2 separate regions of the Sus scrofa genome follow, and region 2 is linked to region 1. A link is a contact called in public HiChIP or PLAC-seq data. All regions are on one chromosome and are shown on one strand. The core of a region is the stretch at or near the end of the contact, and the rest is flanking DNA. Distances in the headings are between cores, read along the strand shown.

What was found. HiChIP or PLAC-seq counts read pairs in DNA pulled down with a chosen protein or histone mark.
Region 2: a contact with region 1 is called in an H3K27ac HiChIP or PLAC-seq map of alveolar macrophages. The contact joins two enhancer-like sites. A contact is called at or near these places in 2 of 2 datasets of contacts at active chromatin or transcription factors (alveolar macrophages and skeletal muscle).

The regions. Positions count from the first base shown.
Region 1 is chr7:4,201,925-4,205,915 of Sscrofa11.1, forward strand. No RefSeq gene overlaps it. Among named protein-coding and RNA genes, the nearest start is that of LY86, 96 kb to the left of the region's middle. Within about 2 kb of position 2,462, at least 34 of the 83 cell types and tissues checked have an H3K27ac peak or open chromatin away from gene starts, as enhancers often do. A contact at or near this core is called in alveolar macrophages and skeletal muscle, where this site is marked.
Region 2 is chr7:4,546,645-4,550,730 of Sscrofa11.1, forward strand. The region is part of intron 1 of RREB1 (ras-responsive element-binding protein 1); the gene reads left to right. Among named protein-coding and RNA genes, the nearest start is that of RREB1, 36 kb to the left of the region's middle. Within about 2 kb of position 2,212, at least 37 of the 83 cell types and tissues checked have an H3K27ac peak or open chromatin away from gene starts, as enhancers often do. A contact at or near this core is called in alveolar macrophages and skeletal muscle, where this site is marked.

The DNA.
Region 1 (3,991 bases), core at 1,212-3,711:
GGGTACCAGTGGTGGCCTCTAGCGTCTTGCCTCGTGGTTTCCAGGGCTTAGTGGTCTGGGTGCACTTAGTGGTCTGGGTGCAGGGCGACTTCACGGGCCATCAGTCTGGGTAGTTTCCCAGGGCCCTGTGCTCACGAGGGCCCCGCGCCTGGTTCAATGCTTCGTGGTCGCCCTCTTGAAGTTCCTCATAATTTTATCCTTGAACTTGTGTTTTGTGAGCGAAGTCCTGCAGGGCCATGCGGCATGCACATGGGCAGAGATTATGCAACATGCATGCCCACCCTGGCAGCTGCCCTGTTCATTCATCCCTGATGCATAAGCACAGAGCCCCAGGGGACCAGCCTCCCCAGAGTCTAGTCAGGCTCACGCCTGCTACACCTCCCCTGAGTGTTTGGGGACAGGGACACCCTTGAGAGGCCCCCTCAACAGGGGAAGAAGACAGCAGGGCTCCAAGAAAACACCAAAGTCCAAGAAACCCCATCCTTTTCTTTCTAACTCACATCTCTTCCCTGTACGAGCCAAGCACTTACTTGGGAAGGGAGGGCATAGAAGGAAAAACAGAAGTGGCTGGCTAATATACCGTGTGGACTGTTCCAGAACAAAACCAGTACGCCGCCAGCCTACGACTCCGAAAACCTCCATTACGCGCCTTGTTCACACGCCTCACTTTTCTTCCTTTTCTTCTCTCCACAAAGCAGCAGGGCAACCACTTCAGTTGTGCACAGTCGCTGTCCTGCAGTGAGGCTTTTCTGGACGCCGGCCCCTGCTAGGCGGTCACAAGAAAGAGCCCTTGGTCTGGTGGCTGCTCCCCTAAAGCAGCAACTCTCCCATTTCTTCAAGACCATTTTGAGAAGAAAACAGGGAACACCCACCCCAGGGCTGGAGGGAAGAATGACTTTTCACTGCACACTGCCCTTAACACCTAAATGTCTTAGTCTGGGTATGGAGGACTCCTCAAAATGCCTCATACGTATATTTTTAAAATCACCCATTCTTACTTGTTTCCGAAAACAAAACAAACAGAGCCCTCAAATCAGGAATTCCCATTGCGGCTCTGAGGTTACGAACCTGACTAGTATCCTTGAGGAGGCTGGTTGGATCCCTGACCTCATTCGGTGGGTGAAGGATCCAGCAGTGCCCTGAGCTGTGGTGTAGGTCCCAGATGTGGCTCGATCCTACCTTGCTGCGGCTGTGGTGTAGACCAGCAGCTACAGCTCCGATTTTACCCTTAGCCTGGGAACCTCCATATGCTGCAGATTTGGCCCTAAAAAGAGGGGTAAACAAAAGACAAAAACCCTTCAAACCTTGTTCATGAATATTAAAGAAAAAAAAATCCAGCTTCTGTAGCTACATGACGAAGAAACACGGTGAGCTATGATTCATCCCAGAAAACACTATAAATCTTCTCACAGAGTGGCATCGAAATGCCGGGGTCTGTCACCACTTATGTCACGAGAACTGGCAAGCAGAGGTCCCCAGACCCCAGAGTGGAAGCAGGGCCCCCGCCCTGGCCAGCCCTCCGCCTCCCTCCTCAGCAGCTGCTTCTCAAGCACGTGCGAGGGGAGGCAGCTGGGCACGCGGGGGGCACGGCGGCGTGGAAGGGCATAACCCCATGGCTGCTTCTTCCTTCGTCCCGCTGAGCTTTAGCAATGGTCCACACTGGCTCAGGCACAGCCCGTGAGAGAAGAAAAACTGTTAGCGGCAGAAGAAAACTGGAGATCCGTGAGGTAGAAAAAGTGTGTGTGAGGCTGGATCGGGTGGCACAAAGATGGTCAAAGGGGAGAGAGGAACGGGACAGGCCAGCTGCAAGACCCAGGACAGTAAGAGAGGCCCTCCGGAGGCCTGCGCCCAGAGAGGCAGAATGGTCAAGGGATGCTTTTTTCCAGAATTTTCCATATTGGTCCCAGTAATACCCAGTTCGTCCCGCCCGCTCTATCCTTCATCCCCTGTTACCCACCCAGCAGAGGCTTACACACTGGTAATTGCTGGATCCCTGTGAAAATCCTGTAAACTGGTCACGTGTGCATCAGTCTGAACCTTTATCGGGAACCTAACTATGTCTTCAACTTGTACCACCTCCTGGGGGCACAGGTTCTTCCATTCCCCCCCCCCCCCCCCCGTGCCCACAGCAGGCAGGCGCTGTGGGGCCATCCGAACTCTTCTGGGTTGTGATAACTGTGGTGAGAGTGTTGAAAGACACAGGACCAGGCCCTTTGCGGTCCCAGCTCACCCAGATGGGGGGGGGCAGCCAGGGAGTGGGGGAAGGGCCGCCCCGACAACCAATGGGGTCGGGCTCCGGGTCTGGGGCTCCAGCCTGATTAGCATAGCCCCTCCCTCACGCATGCTCTTTGCTGATCTGAATTTAGTTCTAAGTTTGGAACTCTGTTGGGAAATGAGCGAAGGGCCAAGAAGAGGGATCTGGGGCTTGAGGGCAGCAGGGACGTCGCAGAGGAAACGCCTGGCCAGCCCCGCCCACACAGCCTCCTGGGGAAACGCACCAGAGCGTGTGTGTCCCGGGGCTGTGCACACCCGGGCAGCGGTGGGCGGCAGGGAGCGAAAGGGCGCCAAAGCAGAGGCCTGGAAACGACTTGAAAGGAGAGACAGGCCAGACCTGGCGGCCGAGTGTGTTTTCTTTCCGGGAGATGCTGCGAGGCGTGCAGAAGTGCACAGCCACCGAGCGTGCAAGAGCCAGGACTGGACCAGCGCCATTCCAAGGCCACCAGGGGCTGTGGCATCGCAGTTATCCCCCCCACAGATCGTCTTTTACAGCTGGCTTGGCCTCCAACCCAGACCAGACAGGGGGCGGGTTGTTGCGGGTCCAGTTTTACACCATTAAAGCAAACCGGTTCCTCCTAAGGGGTTCTGAGCTTCCAACTGTTTGAGCCACAATAGAAAGAGCCCAGATCAACAAAAGCAGGTAGAGCATCACGTTTTTCTTGGGCCAGCATCCCCACCTCTTCCCCCTGAAAATGACTCTCCCAGGCCCTCACCCTCCACCAAAGCATTGTGCTGTCTCTCCAAATAAAAATAGAGCCAGCAGGGCGAGGAGATGGGGCAGGAAGGCTGAGCGGTGACCTTCCGCGTTGTTAACTTCCTCACTGCCTCTTGGAGGAATCAATGGCCATCCTGCGCCCGCAGAGGAAGCCCTGGGCCTCATGCAGGACCGGGGACAACGACATGCTGAGATCAGCTTAATGAAAGCACCCGTGACACCCACCCCTGTCTGAAAACGCTGTCATGAAGATGCAGCTAATGTGGATGTGCTGGGTCAGCAAGCAACGCCAGGACCTGGGTGCGGAGGGAAGGAAGGGCTTCTCCTGTTCATTGCGGCGTGTGCTCTGGGGAGTTTGCACGGGTCCTGGCATCTGTCTGTAGCAGCGCAGTGCTGCATAACTGCACGCCACCAGGTCCAGCTGCAGGAGGCCGGCCTGGGGAGGTGGTTTGCAAACAGCTGCACAGCAGCAGGGAAGCATCCTCTGTCTGCCACTTCCTGCCCTGCCTGGTTGCCCCCAGCCGCCACCTGTGACACACAGGGCTTGCGTGCATCTCGGGAGAGATGAAGCAGAGCACATGGGAGTGACCGGGGCGGGGTGGGGGGAACCCACTCTGCTGAAAACAGATCCCTGGATTCTGGGCTTTGTCTTCTTTCAGAAAGACATTTTGCATATGGTTGAAAGTAAATAAAATAATGAGGTGAGAAAGAAGAAAGGAAAACCATTTTCAAAAGACAGCCATTAATTCCCTGGGGCGAGCAGCCCTCGGAGTCTAGAAAAGGCTGAGCCAGCGTCCCTCTTTGGGGACAAGCCCACCGCCGGAGCAGAGTGGGCAGCTGCGTGGAATCCGGAGCTGGTGCACCAGCCGAACCTGGGAAGCCAGCGGCGCCCTGTGACCAGGAGGTGGTCCCCACAGCGGGCGGTCACTAAAAAGGTCAAGCCATCTCCCAGGAATGGGCTCTTTCTCTTTTCAGAGACAAGCCTCCAGTTCTCAGCTT
Region 2 (4,086 bases), core at 962-3,461, 340 kb after region 1:
TCCGGCGTTGCCGTGAGCTGTGGTGTCGGTCGCAGACACGGCTCAGATCCCGAGTTGCTGTGACTGTGGTGTAGGCCGATGGCTACAGCTCCGATTAGACCCCTATCCCGGGAACCTCCATATGCCGAGGGAGCAGCTCAAGAAATGGCAAAAAGACAAAAAAAAAAAAAGAAGAAGAAGGTCTAATCATTTGTGAGATGACGTGCTTTCCTTTTCAAATCTGTCTCTTTGTGAAGAGGCTTGAAGGTCGAGGTAAAAAGACTGACTAAGCAGCTGCAGACCAGTTAAGGGGAAGGTCACCCCAGGTTTTGGGGTTTCCAGGAGCTGTTTCTCCACCTGGAGTCTGCTCCTAACTTTTAGAGCACGTGTTCCTTCCTTGGTCCAGCGATTCCATGCTCGCTCGTGGTCTGCACCTCTGAGCAGGGGCAGCTCTTTGGACTGTTCTCCCTTTTCCGTGGTCTCCTGACGGCCCTTCTCCTGTGATTAATATGTGTGTTGCTTGAAGTGGCAACTGAAACATCACCAGGTATTTTCACCAGGTAGAAACTGCTTTTCCTGTGTCAAAACAACCAATGTGGCTTAGTTGATGCTTCTGTTGCTAAGCAGGTAAATTCTGGTCTGCAGCTCTCTGTTAACCCCATAAATGCCTCACGTCAAGCAGAAAGCAACAAGAAGGAAAACCAACTTTCGCTGCCTTCTGGCAGAGTGCTTAGTTCCAGTGGCTGAAAACTGGGCCTCACTCACCCTCACCTCCACTTAGCTGTTGGCAGCACCCAACCTCCATTTCCCTCTTTGCCAGGGGGGAGTCGGGAGGTGCAGGGGCCTGGGAGGGTGGTAGAGCAGGCGGCCTGCGGGCCGCCAGTGAAGGTCTCCCACTGCCTGGTACCGATGATGGGTTCAAGTCCAGTCAGGCATGGCTTTAGCCCTTTTCTTTGGGATTTAAGGCCTTCACGTCGGCCTTCATCTGCAGCCGGGCTGTGGCAGAAAGAAGAAGAAAGGCTTGCTGTGTGCATCCGTTTGCCAGAAAGGAGTTAACCGAGCCAGCGCACCGCAGAACAGGTTGGGCAAGACTGTTAAAGCCAGTGGGGCAGCCTCCCCCTCTGCTCCTCTCCCCCCTTTCCTTCTCTCTCCTTCCTCCTCCGACCCCCTGCTCCTCTCCCAGGACGTTCAAACATCTTCCCATTAGCCCTGCTCCCCTCCCCCTCCCCACTTCAGTGTCTGGCTTTCCCTCTCTGGGCAAGACATTTGATGTGATGAAAATACTTTGTGGCAAAGAGGAGGCTGTGCTGAGAGGCCTCAGCCTTGCCAGCTGTTTCTGGAGAAACCCAGGTCTGTGCCCTTGGTCATGTAACATAGGCCCCATTCAAAGAGACATTCTTGAGTGTGCATTTATGCCTCTGTGGGCCTGCGGGGTGGACGGCCTGGGGGGAGGACGGCGGGGGGTGGGGGTGGCGAGGTCGGGATGGGGACGTGGAGGGCAGCGAGGGGGAGTCCCTGCCAGTGAGTGTGAGAGGATGCTTCTGGAAGCCTCCGGAGTCTTCTTGGACGTAGGGGCTATCTCGTGGCCGTAAACGCGGAGAAGCCGAGCTCTCTAAGAGCCAGGCCTGGTCTGCCATCAGTTCTGCGTGGTGTTTGTGTCTGAGCCTCCGTAAACATACCATATATAGTCAGGCTGGAGCTCGCTATAACACGCGCTGCAGGGGAGCCGCTCCTGATGCACAGATCCTGGCGCTTAGAAGCTGCCTCGGCTATTTCTGGTGTGTGGCCCGCGCTGTCTTTTTTCACTTTTGGAGGGAGGAGGGAGAGGGGCCTTTTTTCTTTCCGTCTTCACGCTGCTCGAAACATGTTTCTGATCCCAGTGTGTCTGGCCCTGCGAAAGCTCAGGAAACCATCTTGTCCCGTGAGGAGACTGGATTCTCTTGGTACATCTGTTTTAGAATCAAACCCCTGTTTTTCTTCGGCTCCTTCACCCCACACACGTTTCGCATTTCATGGTCCCCTGTCCTCAGCTGCTTGGGTTTGGAGCATCTTTTCGCACTGTGAGGGCAGCAGATACTGTGGGGGCCGGTGGAGAAGCTGCTTTCTCGCACCCCACGTCCCCACACCCTCCCGAGCCTCCCCCCAAGCCACTTCACCTTCGCTGTGCTGTGCCCGGCTAGGGCGTCAGCTTTCCGCAGAACCGGGGGCGGCCCTTTTGCACTTGGCAGGGCTGGGTCAGTTGGTCCCTCCCACCCAAATACCTAGGATCTAGCACTTCAGCTTGTTGGAGTGAGCAGCGGGAGGCACTTGTGGTTCAGATAAGAGACTTCTTCCTTTTCCGTCTCTTATTTTCCTTCCTCTCCTCCTGCCTCCACAGGCTGTTGCGTTTCTTCTCAGGCCGCATGTATCAATAACCCTGGAGAAAAGGTGGTGTGCCCCGCTGGGATGTATGTGGGTGTTAGGGAAAGAGCAGATGGGCACCTTCCTTGCCGGGTTTTCTTTCCCTGGCCTCGTCCGAGTTCTGAATTATATCTGACTGTGTGACAGCTAATTGTACCATCCTTCCCGTTTCTTAAGCTGATAAGCCCCTTTCTGTCTGCCTCCATCAAGCCTCTTTGTGTGAGAAGTTCCTAATGCAGCTGAAGAACAAAGTGACAGTTTTCTTATTTACTGAAGTCTCTAAAGCACGTTCATTATGCGCTTTATCTTTTTAAAAACCTTATGTCTTTAACTTACGTAACTGAATTGTTCCAAGTAGTACAAAGTTAAAACTTCCTACTTCCTTTAAAATATCAGAGAGTCCAGAAAAAAGAAATGGACTTTTTTTTTTTTTTTTTTTTTTCTTTTTTCAGGCTGTGTATTTCATCGCAAGCTGTTAACAGTGCTTGGTAGATAATGTTCAGAGTAAGAGCTCGGGTACTGCCGGAGTACCAGCTACCAGTTATGGAAACAGCGCTTGCTTAGCTAGTATTCGGTTGACTCAAAAGTCGTATATCACTTAGGTGGAGGTCACTTATTTGGCATTCTCAGGTCCCGAATATTTAGCATGTGAGTGACAGAGAACCAGCAGGGGGTGTGTGTGTGTGTTGGCGGGGAGGGCAGCAAAATCAAGCTTCAGAAGCCAGTCGGGTATGGGAAGTCGCTTCTACCCTTGACTCACGATGGTCCTTTCAGGCCCACACTAGAGCTCCATCATTCTCCCTGTAGGTATGGCCCTGACCACCTCGTCTCCCGTTTTCAACAAGAAATTAGGGGTCAGAATTGGTGAGGGGCGGGCGGAGGGGGGGCGCGTGTGGCTGGAGAACAGCCGTCGGAAGGAGACGCACTGAGAGCAGCAAGAGAGAATGTCAGGCATGAGCGGGAAGAGTCCCACGGCGTGGCTGTTTCCCCCCCGGGGACCCCGGGCTAAGAGAGCCGAGGAGCCTTCCGTGTTACTGCTTATGACTGCATGTGGGTCCACACGCCCGCAGTACAGATTTCAGCTAAAAAAACCCCAGCATGGCCGACTGCGGCCTTGTGGCGCGGGAGCAGGGCCGAACGGGGAGGCTGGCACGGTCGTTTGCGAAGGCACCTTGTGTAATAGTTGTTCATTGTAGTGACCCTGAGTCATCGCCCAAAAAGGTTAGATTAATCATATGTTGATTCACCAGGCTCTGCTTCAGAGATGGGGAAGTTTGAGAGATACTTTAGAATGATTTAGACGCAGGAGTTTTACATGGAAAATTAAGTTCTCCATGCTTCCCACCCGCACCCCCCCCCCCGTGATGTGCAGCTGCTTAGTGGGTTAACCTGATGTGTCAAATCAACCTTCCCGTGTGTCCAGATACCAAAATATGATTTATTTTCACCAGATTTGCAGGAAAAAAAAGTGATTCACGAACAGATTCAAACGATGTTCCAATACCATTACTGGCTTGTTCCTCTGCGTTCCTAATGTGATTGCCATGTTTTTAATCGAAATAATACACAAAAATTGGAGTTTTTAAAGTAGGGATCAGAGAGGACTCTCTGGTGGATACCAGGGAAGTCATGTATACCCTGGCAGACAGAGCCACTAAAGAAAAGGCGTTTCGGGAGTTCCCGCTGTGGGGCACGGGTCAAGAATCT